Linked DNA regions of Macaca mulatta: region 1 is linked to region 2. Evidence: chromatin contacts called from public Hi-C data. All regions are on one chromosome and are shown on one strand. The core of a region is the stretch at or near the end of the contact, and the rest is flanking DNA. Distances in the headings are between cores, read along the strand shown.

Region 1 (4,531 bases), core at 773-3,272, 280 kb after region 2:
GTATCAGGGATCAAGCTTCTAAACACAAAAAAGACTGATTAGAGTATGCACTGGTCCCATGCAAATGTGAGTTTGTGTGTTTATGGGGGGTTGGTTGGAAGATTCCCTCCTTCTCTCAGGGGTTCTATATTGAAACTTCCTGAGTGAACTAGTAAGAAGCAAAGAATGGGAGTGAGTGAGTGTGTGTGTGTGTGTATGTGTGCTCATAAGCAAGCACACACACATGCAAGAAAGAGGGTAATCTTACAAAATGGTGATATAACTGAACCTGTCTTTATACCAGTGTTCTGAGATAGTTCTTATTCATTCAGCCTGAAACTCTGGGGAAGGCAATTTATCTTCCTGCTGCTGTAGGGAGCCCTGGTGAGAAGCACACAACCATATGAATATATGAGAGTGTGTGTGTATGTGTACATACATTATTATCATTATACACAGGCATTAGTATGCACATACAAATACGAAGAAGGGGCCCCTTTGGTTTCATGAGGAGGGCCAGAAGCAAAGTTTGAATTGCACAGATAAGGAGAAAATCTGCAGTGACCACAAGTACTGGTGGGAGAACAGAAGAAGGAAGCCAGGTTTTTGCTTACATTTGGCTTCTCCCCGACAGGGGAGAAACAGAAGACATGCTGTTTGCTTGCAAAGCCAGCCACCCTTGGAGGTGCTTTGCTTTCTCGAAAACTTTTACCCTTCATTTAATCAACAGATGGACGTGCTCTGTTGTGGATTTTTTTCTGAGAGTCTTGCACCTCTAGACTCTAGAGCTGTGTTGGCTGGCATAAATGCAGCCTCAGATGGCAGAGGTGCATTGGCATTCCAAAAGAGTGGGAAGGAACGCATGTACTTGCCCCTTCAAACTCAATTCCACAGGTGACTTTTGATGCCTTTCTCTAAACAGGCACTCACATTCCCTCTCCCGAATTTCCCTCTCCTTCCTGCACCACTACCAGCCCCAGGGCTCCCAGTGGCAAGAAGCCTAGAGGTGGCAAAGTTCTTTCTGGAGAGTCCACCTGCTTCTCTGCCCCTGCTAGGCTGCAGAAAGGAAACAATCAGCACCACGGGCGAAATTTCATTTTATACCCTGAATTCAGTGCTGTGTAGGATTCAGAATTCAACCTAATTTAGAGAACTCATTGACGTTCAATGAAACTCTTTACAAGCTTTTCCCAACCACTGCAAGTTACCCCCCACAATGCATTCTGTAATTGCAACCCCCTTTTCAACAGTGCAAACCACACACATTCGCTTTCGAATACACTTGTGCAAGTCAGACCCTATTCAAGCTGAAATATTCACCTAAACCAAGCTCCCCCTCCCTGCCATCTCCTTCCCTGGCCTGGGTCTGAAGGAGAGGAGGTGCCCAGAAGTTCAGAGTGGCATAACCACAGAGATACTACCTAATTAACATACCAGAAGCATAAAGAACTCATTTGCATTGGAGAGTTTGAGCTGGATATTGACAAGTGAAAGGAGAAAGTCATTCCCCTCCCCTCCCATACCCCTTCTTTCCAAAGGAAAATAAACAGTACCATTTTGTTGCATTTGCAAAGGCAAAGAGGCAATGCCAGGGCATCTCAGCCCGGCACCGAGAGACGCATCCATCAGTCCGAGTTCCCGAAGCCTGCCCACATTCCTGCCCACAGCCTCCCGCGCCCTGACAACCCAGCCGACTTTCTTCCAACTCCAGCAGCGCAGGGGTCCTACCTTGACTGAAAAGGAAGAAGCAGATGAAGAGCAGGTCGAGCTGGAAAGGTTTCATTCCTTAGCGCAGCGAAGGAAAGCCGGCGGGGTAACTTGGGTATGCAGTTAGTTTCTCTTCCTTGGCGGCTCTCGGTGCTCAGCCTCCGCCGGTCCTCTCGGGTTCGCGCCTACCATCTGTCCGTCCGTGGGTCCCTCCGGGTGGCTTCGGTCTCTGTGCCTCTGGGTATCTACAGCCAGCAGACACAAACTGCCTGTTTTCAGCCGCCTCGGGAAGCCGGGATTGTCAGCAATGTCCCCACTCGGAGCAGATCCATTCTCTGGCTCTTGGCATCCCAGGCACACGGCTTCCTCAGGCGGGCTCCTCCCACAGTGAGCGAGCGAGCTAGTGACGAGTGACAGAAGGACTCCTTTCACTGAAGCTGAGGCGAGGGGAGAGGGAGGGGAGACAGGTCATAATTAAAGAGGAAACAGTCGGAAAAAAAGAGATCTATGCAAAACGGACAGTGGGGGAAAAGGCTGTGTTCTTTCTTTTCCCTAAATAGGGAAAAATTCAGCTTTTGTCGTCATTATTGACCAAAAGGCATCTTGAGCTTGGAGCGGAGCTGTGACTTTTTGTCCACACGGCGTCCTGTTTAACAGTGAAATTAAGGATGGGTATATGCATGCATGTGCACAAAAACATGCATGCCCTGCCTTTGCACAGGAACTGGAAACTGGGCTGAAAGGGAACTAGGAAGGGGGGGTGTGCATCTTTCCCTAGGAAGGACTTGGCCAATGTGTGCAGCGGGAGGCTCAGAGTTGGAGGAGAGATAAGCATGCTTTGCATTTCTGAGAGTTTCCTGTGGGTGGGTGGGTGGAGGGGGGGAGGTAGGTAATAAAACCTGAACATTTGGATCTTAGTTTGCTTTGCACTGCTCCTGGAAGACAAAATGCAGGAACTAAAGGAAAGGCAAGTAGGTTTGTGACACACACCCATTTATTATTATTATCCTGGTTTGTGCATTTCCTAACGAGGACAGGAGAGCAGCCTGTCTTTGCATTCAGAGCCTCTCTAATGAGCGCTCCATCACTCTGAGCCTGTGTTTTCTCCAAGAGGTGCTGTGAGTCCAATTGCGAAGGAGAGGCCAAGGTCATAGGCAACCGCTTCCTAAGGATCTTCAAGTCTTTTACCTGTCATGAAATTCACACTCCACTCTCAAATCAAACTCGATTTCCTCCAGGATACCAACATGAATTTATCTGGGTCTATTTACTTAATAGACATTTAGGCATGCTTGGTATAAACAGGCCATGGAGGGAAGTAAAATAATAGGCACAGACCATGCCTTCAGAAGCTCATAATCTAGTGTGCAAGCAGAGCATACACAGAAGATACAAACTCTAAGGACGTAGCAAAGCAACACAGAAAAATATTCAATGTTATGCAGTGTGAGAAAGAGAGGCGAAGAGAGAGGAGAGGAAATGAAAGAGGCTCCCCTGACATGTGCCATTTAGCGTTCAATTCTAAAATCAATCATTGCTTTCTTCAGTCCCTGGACCTTGGGGAGGTCTTCTGGAAACTCTGAGCCTTTCCTCCTTCAGTAGCACACCTTCTGAGGACTCTGCTGACTACCAGGCACATTCCAACTCCAAGTTTCCATGCGAATGTTAACTTTAAGAAATTATCCCTTGGTATTTGTGAACAAGAAAGAAAGAAGCAGAGGCATATAGAAGTGTGCTAGTAGGAGCTGATACCTGGTAGTTGACACCAAAGATCTACAAATTGGTAGGTGTCTGCTTTGTTGACTTTTCTATTCTTAACTTAATAGTTTATTTAACTGCATCGCTTAGAGGTTGTTAAACATATCAAAGGGAAATTTGTAAGCAAACTTTGGGGGGGGGGAGAAAAAGAAATGCTGAGCAACAGAAGCTAAGAGGACACAGAAGAGGCAACCCATTAGCTAAATTAACAAACAAGTTACTGAAGCAGTGTCGGCTCCGCCTGAGTCCATTAGCCTGGTATAAGAGATCATGCAATAAATGGAAGAGGCAAATCAGAAACACACACAGGAGATGAGGAATAATTTTCAAGAACATATGCCAAATAACACATTAAGACTGAACATAACTATGTATAGCGCCGTCACCTTAGTACTAGGTTTCCATTAAGCCTGTGGGGTTGTTGGGGAGAAATTTCAGGTGTCTGCGTGCCATTCTTGCAGTGAATAAGATACATATTAGAATGCAGATTCTTCATCAAATTTAGCAACATTTGATGTTTTAACTAAAGATTTATCCTTTAAGCTGTTGTTTAATTTTGAGTGCTAATTCCTCAATGGCCCAGGGACCAGATTTGCTTAATTCGGCCCCAGAGGGAACTGTTACAAAACCAGGGTCACAAGGCTAGTGAAGTGTGCAATACGCAATAATCAGGCACACGTACAGGCGTGCGCACTCCACACTCGCACTCACTCTTGGAAAGAAGAGGGGGGCCTGGGAGATCCGGGTTGGAAGGATCTTGTTTCGCTCTCCCGTTGGTCCCCAACACTGGCCTCATGGCCCCCTTACTGGCTCCAGGTACCCCCCTCACCCCCACCGCCCAGCCAGCTGGGCCTGTTCCCCTCTCCACTCCCCTCTGCTCCCTCCCTGTAACCTCCGGTCTCCGGCAGAAAGAAAAAAAAAAAAAAAAGCTTGGATTAAGTGATGAGCTGCCCGCCTCTAAAAGGACCAGGAGGCATCTCAAGCCTGAGTGCCGGAAAACCCACGGCAATCTTAGGCAGCCACCACGTGGGGCAGAGAACGCGAGCAGTACCTGCAGGACCCACAGCCGGTCGGGCTCTGGCGCCAG
Region 2 (4,518 bases), core at 1,301-3,800:
TAAGCAGCATTAGCAGCGGAAGGGCCATCCAAGTTTCTCTGGATGAGTCGGAAGTCCTCAGAGAAATGCTGGAGGGCAAACTGGGGAAAGAAGGTAGAAAGGATCTAGCCTTAACTTGTTAAGGATAAGTGCTGTGCTTTACACATATTTTATTTACTTTCAACAGTAATCATTTGCCGTGGGCATGGTAAGTTAATATTTAAGATGAGGAACCTGAGAATTAGACAATAAGTGATTTGCCAAGTTCACCAGGGGCAGGGAAGCCATGGGCAGAGCTGCTAAGGATTAGGGTCACACCGCCCCGGCCAGGAGCCCCATTGATATGATACCAGGGGGCCTCACTGAGTCTTTCTGCCCCAGGAAGCCAAGCCCTCCTCTCTGATGCTGAATCCCAGCCCGCTTCTCCCACTCAAGGGCATTGATCCAAACGTTTGTCTCCTTTCCCTCCAGAGTCATCATTCCCCCTTTATTTAATCATCTTCTTAAAAATATGCTGTAATATCTCTAACTTTTTTTTTAATGGAGAAAGCTTTCTCAATGTTTGTTTTCCTCCTGCTATAGCTCCTTTGCTGTGTTCTCTTTTACAGAACTCAAAAGAGCTGTCTCTCACTGTCTCCATCTAGACGAACGCATTTCCCTTCATTCTGATGCTCGGTAACCCACTTATTCTGGTTTTGTCTCAAATCTAAAAGTAAGCCACTGAAACGGCTTCTTCCTAAATTACCAATGACTCCATGTTGACAAATCCAATGGTCAACTCCTTATTGACACAAATGGCCAGCTCTTATGTTAGAACACCTTCTTCTTTTAGCCTCTGGGAAAGCAATCTCTTATGGGTCTACTCTTACAGCTATGCCTTCTCCATCTCCTTTGTTAGTTCCTCCCTATCTCTATTATTCCCAAATGTTGGAGGACCTCAGGGCTTCTCCAGGCTGTCTACATTCACTCCCTGGGTGATCTTACTTAGTCTCATGGCTTTTGTTCCACCTGCATGCTGAAGTCTACCTCCTTGCTGGGCATTTCCATTTGAACGTCTCCTAGGTTTCTAAAATGTAACTCATCCACAGCCAACTCCTGCCTTTGCCACACAGCCCCTCCCTCCAGACCTTGTCAAAATCATCCCTATCTCAGCCAATGGCAACTTATGCTTCCTTTTGTGGCTTCCAAGGCCACAACATTAGAAGTCATCCCTGATGCCTTTCCTTCATGCTTCTCATTCAATCTTTTATCCAGAAAATGACCACTTCTTACAATCTCTGCTGCCCCCACCCTGGTCCAAGACAGCATCACCTTGCATCTGATGAGGCTCCTGAGAGACACCCTGCTTCTTCCCTGCTTCAGCCTCTTCTCAACCCAGTGGCCAGAGGAGCCATCCTTATTCAATGTAGCAATGTCAGTTGAATCCAATCGCTCCTCTCTCCAAACTTTCGATGGCTTAGGGTCAGGGTCTGGTGTCTCTGCCTCTCCGATTTCAGCTCCTACCCATTCCCCTTTGACTCATCTGCTTTTGCTGAACTAACCTCCTTGCCACTTCTCAAGCCAATCTGCAGGCTCCTCTTCAGCTTCTTGGTCCTTACTATTTTTCCTGCCTCTTGACTTTGTCTTATGTTTCTTCATTGAACTTATTGCCTGACATAGCATATATTTATTTGTAAATTGCCTGAGCTCCCACTTGAATGTAAGCTCTTTGAGGGCAGGGGCTTAATCTGTCTTGTCCACTATGTCTTTCCAGTGCTCAGAATAGTAGGTGCCAAATAAATATTTGCTGAGGGGATGGATTTGGACCTGGTGAGACTCTGCCGTCCTTGCCTGTCCCACCAGCCCTCATGGTAGTGTTTGCATGCAGGAGGTTTTGTGTTTGCATGGTGGGGCTGTATCTGCCTGATTCCCTGGAGATATGAAGTTCTAAATGTCAGTGAAATCCCAAATCCCTCAAAGAAGGATTTTACCACTCTAGTTAAAAATCAGGCCTGGAGGAAATATGTTACATTGCAGGGTGCATCTAAGGAAGTAAAAATATTAGGTGGGTGAAAAATTGCAAAAAACAAAATTATTTTCAACTTAGATCTGAGGGTTTAAATTAGTGTTCACTCCCATGCCCAGTGTAGGTGAAGATATTCAGCACCCAGACACAGACACTCTTGAGAGTGAATGAGAGTTATAATAGTTATGTTAGGGCCACAGGCACAGGCCAAGACTGTCCTGGGAAAACCAGTTATGATCACCCTCATGAGAGAGAAAGGAATTGGCTTGTGGCTGGGCCAGGGGACACGCAGGTGATGCTGTAGGGCTGGCATTGAAGAGGATGCCTGGAAGAAGGTGGGGGAAGATAGTGAGGGGACCTGGAGGAGAAGAGCGTCCAGTAAAGGGCAGAGGAGAGCAGGAAGATCTGGAGTCATATGTTAAAGGGTGGGGGCAGGGAACAGTCTGGGAGAAAGGTCTATTTCATGTGCTTGAGAGAGGGGAGAGAGAGAAACTGGGATTCCTAGGGAAGAAGCTAAGTGGGCACCAGCCGAGCTGGCAAGGGAGGGAGCCCTGAAATGAGAACAATTTTGGCTGGGAGCCAAAGTGCTTTCTGAGACAGATTGAATGAGAAACAACATGGCGATTTGGAAAGAACTTTGAGACTAGATTGACTTAGTCTCAAATTCTGGCTCTCATTTGGTTTGACTGTGGGGAAGACACTGATTGTGCTTAGCCTCAGTTTCCACAAGACAGCACCTTCCTTAAAGAATCATGAGGCCAGGTGTGGTGTCTCATGCCTGTAGTCCCAGCACTTTGAGAGGCCGAGGCGGGTAGATCATCTGAGGTCGGGAGTTTGAGACCAGCTTGACCAACATGGAGAAGCCCTGTCTCTACTAAAAATACAAAATTAGGTGGGTATGGTGGCATATGCCTATAATCCCAGCTACTTGGGAGGCTGAGGCAGGAGAATTGCTTGAACCCAGGAGGTAGAGGTTGCGGTGAGCCAAGATGCGCCATTGCACTCTAGCCTGAGCAACAAGAGTAAAACTCCGTCTCAAAAAAAAAAAAAATCACGTGGAATAAATAAGATAACACACGCAAGACATCTAACACGGTGCATGGCACAGAGTAGGTGCTTCTCTGGCAATAGCAAAGAAGCCTGCTCAAGAAGACAGAGACTGAAGGCCAAGGCTTTATTTTGGATTTGCTGAGAGAAGTCAGGGGAAGAGCTTGAGTCCCCATAACTGCACTCTCCCCTAGGATCTGGCAAGGAGGCCCTGATACTGAAGGAAGGATGGTAACAGGGTGCTTTGGAGGGATAGCTGCAGCTTCACACCTGTGCAGAGCCACCTGGGTCACCAGCACAGTCCCTGATGTAGGACAGCTCCATGTGGCTGATACCAGGATGGTGACTCACAGTCCAAAAGCCTGTTTGTGTTCTGGAACCATTTGTGAGTGCTCTGGTCAGAAGAGAAGGGTTCTCAGGGAAGTCCTTCCCTATGAACAATGTCAGGACCCCTTAGCATGGCAGTCAAGGCTCCCAATGATATGTCATGGTTTCCACTTCCAGCCTTGTCTTCTGTCTATAACTCTACCATATACACCTCATGCTCCTGCCAAACTGTTCCTCAAGCACCTGCTGTCACTTCTCTCCTCCATCCCAGTCTATCTGCCTGAAAACATCCAGTTTCCAGTCATCAGCCCTCAGCTGACACTTGAACTTGGCAGACTCATTCCACTCCCTGGGGTCTGGACTAGCTGTTCCCTCTGCCCAAAAGGCTCTTCTCCTGGCCATCTGCATGGTTCACTCCCTCACTTCCTACAGGAAGTCTCGTTCACCTTTTGGGGATTTTTTTTCCCTACTGAAATTTGAAGCCCTTTCTCCAACATTTCTTGTATGTATTTATTTATTCCTGATTTATGTTTTCTGTTTAGCTCTTCGGACTATCTACCTTACACTGTATCGGGGGTTGGCAAACGATGACCCTTGGGGCCAAATTCAGTCCACTCCCTGTTTTTGTAAATAAAGTTTTATGAGAACACAGACATGCTTATTCATGTATGTATTGTCTATGACTGCTTTCATGCCACAATGGCAAAACTGAGTAGTTGCTAAAGAGATCACAAGATCTATAAAGACTAGAATATTCACTTACTAGTGATTAGGCTTTTCCAGGAAAAATGTGCTGAGCCATGCTCTAACTCATGTATGTCATGTACTTTATGTCTTCTCCACTAGAATGTAAGCTCCGTGTGGGCAAGGATGTTTGTCTCTCTTCTAAATTACTGCATTCCCCTTATCTGGGAAAACATTAACTACTCAGTATATATCTGTTGGATGAACGAATGAATGTTGAAAATTTTATTCATTGGCATGGTCTAGCTCAAATATCACTTTTCAGGAAGCACTCCTTTGCATCATGGGGATTTCTGCACAAAATCTCATTTCTCTTACTAGATGGTAAGCTTCGAGTGTCACCTCTATCTTGAAACCATCCTTTGTCTCCCACGATGGAACTGACCTTTCTTCATCTATTCCTCTTACAGTCTTCT

What was found. A called contact is a pair of places that touch in the nucleus more often than the background predicts.
Region 1: a Hi-C map of fetal cortex germinal zone shows a contact between it and region 2, with 2.8 times the contacts expected there. The contact joins the promoter of KIRREL3 here to the enhancer-like site in region 2. A contact is called at or near these places in 4 of 14 Hi-C or Micro-C datasets (blood, fetal cortex germinal zone, fetal cortical plate and 1 more).

What each region holds. Positions count from the first base shown.
Region 1 is chr14:127,395,659-127,400,189 of T2T-MMU8v2.0, forward strand. KIRREL3 (kirre like nephrin family adhesion molecule 3) reads right to left here and starts at 2,023. Exons shown (of 16, transcript XM_015116085.3): 1 at 1,708-2,023. The coding sequence starts at 1,762. It also overlaps the pseudogene LOC100425236.
Region 2 is chr14:127,118,026-127,122,543 of T2T-MMU8v2.0, forward strand. All of the region lies in intron 1 of KIRREL3 (kirre like nephrin family adhesion molecule 3), which reads right to left. Among named protein-coding and RNA genes, the nearest start is that of MIR3167, 270 kb to the right of the region's middle. Within about 2 kb of position 2,551, at least 4 of the 40 cell types and tissues checked have an H3K27ac peak or open chromatin away from gene starts, as enhancers often do. A contact at or near this core is called in fetal cortex germinal zone and fetal cortical plate, where this site is marked.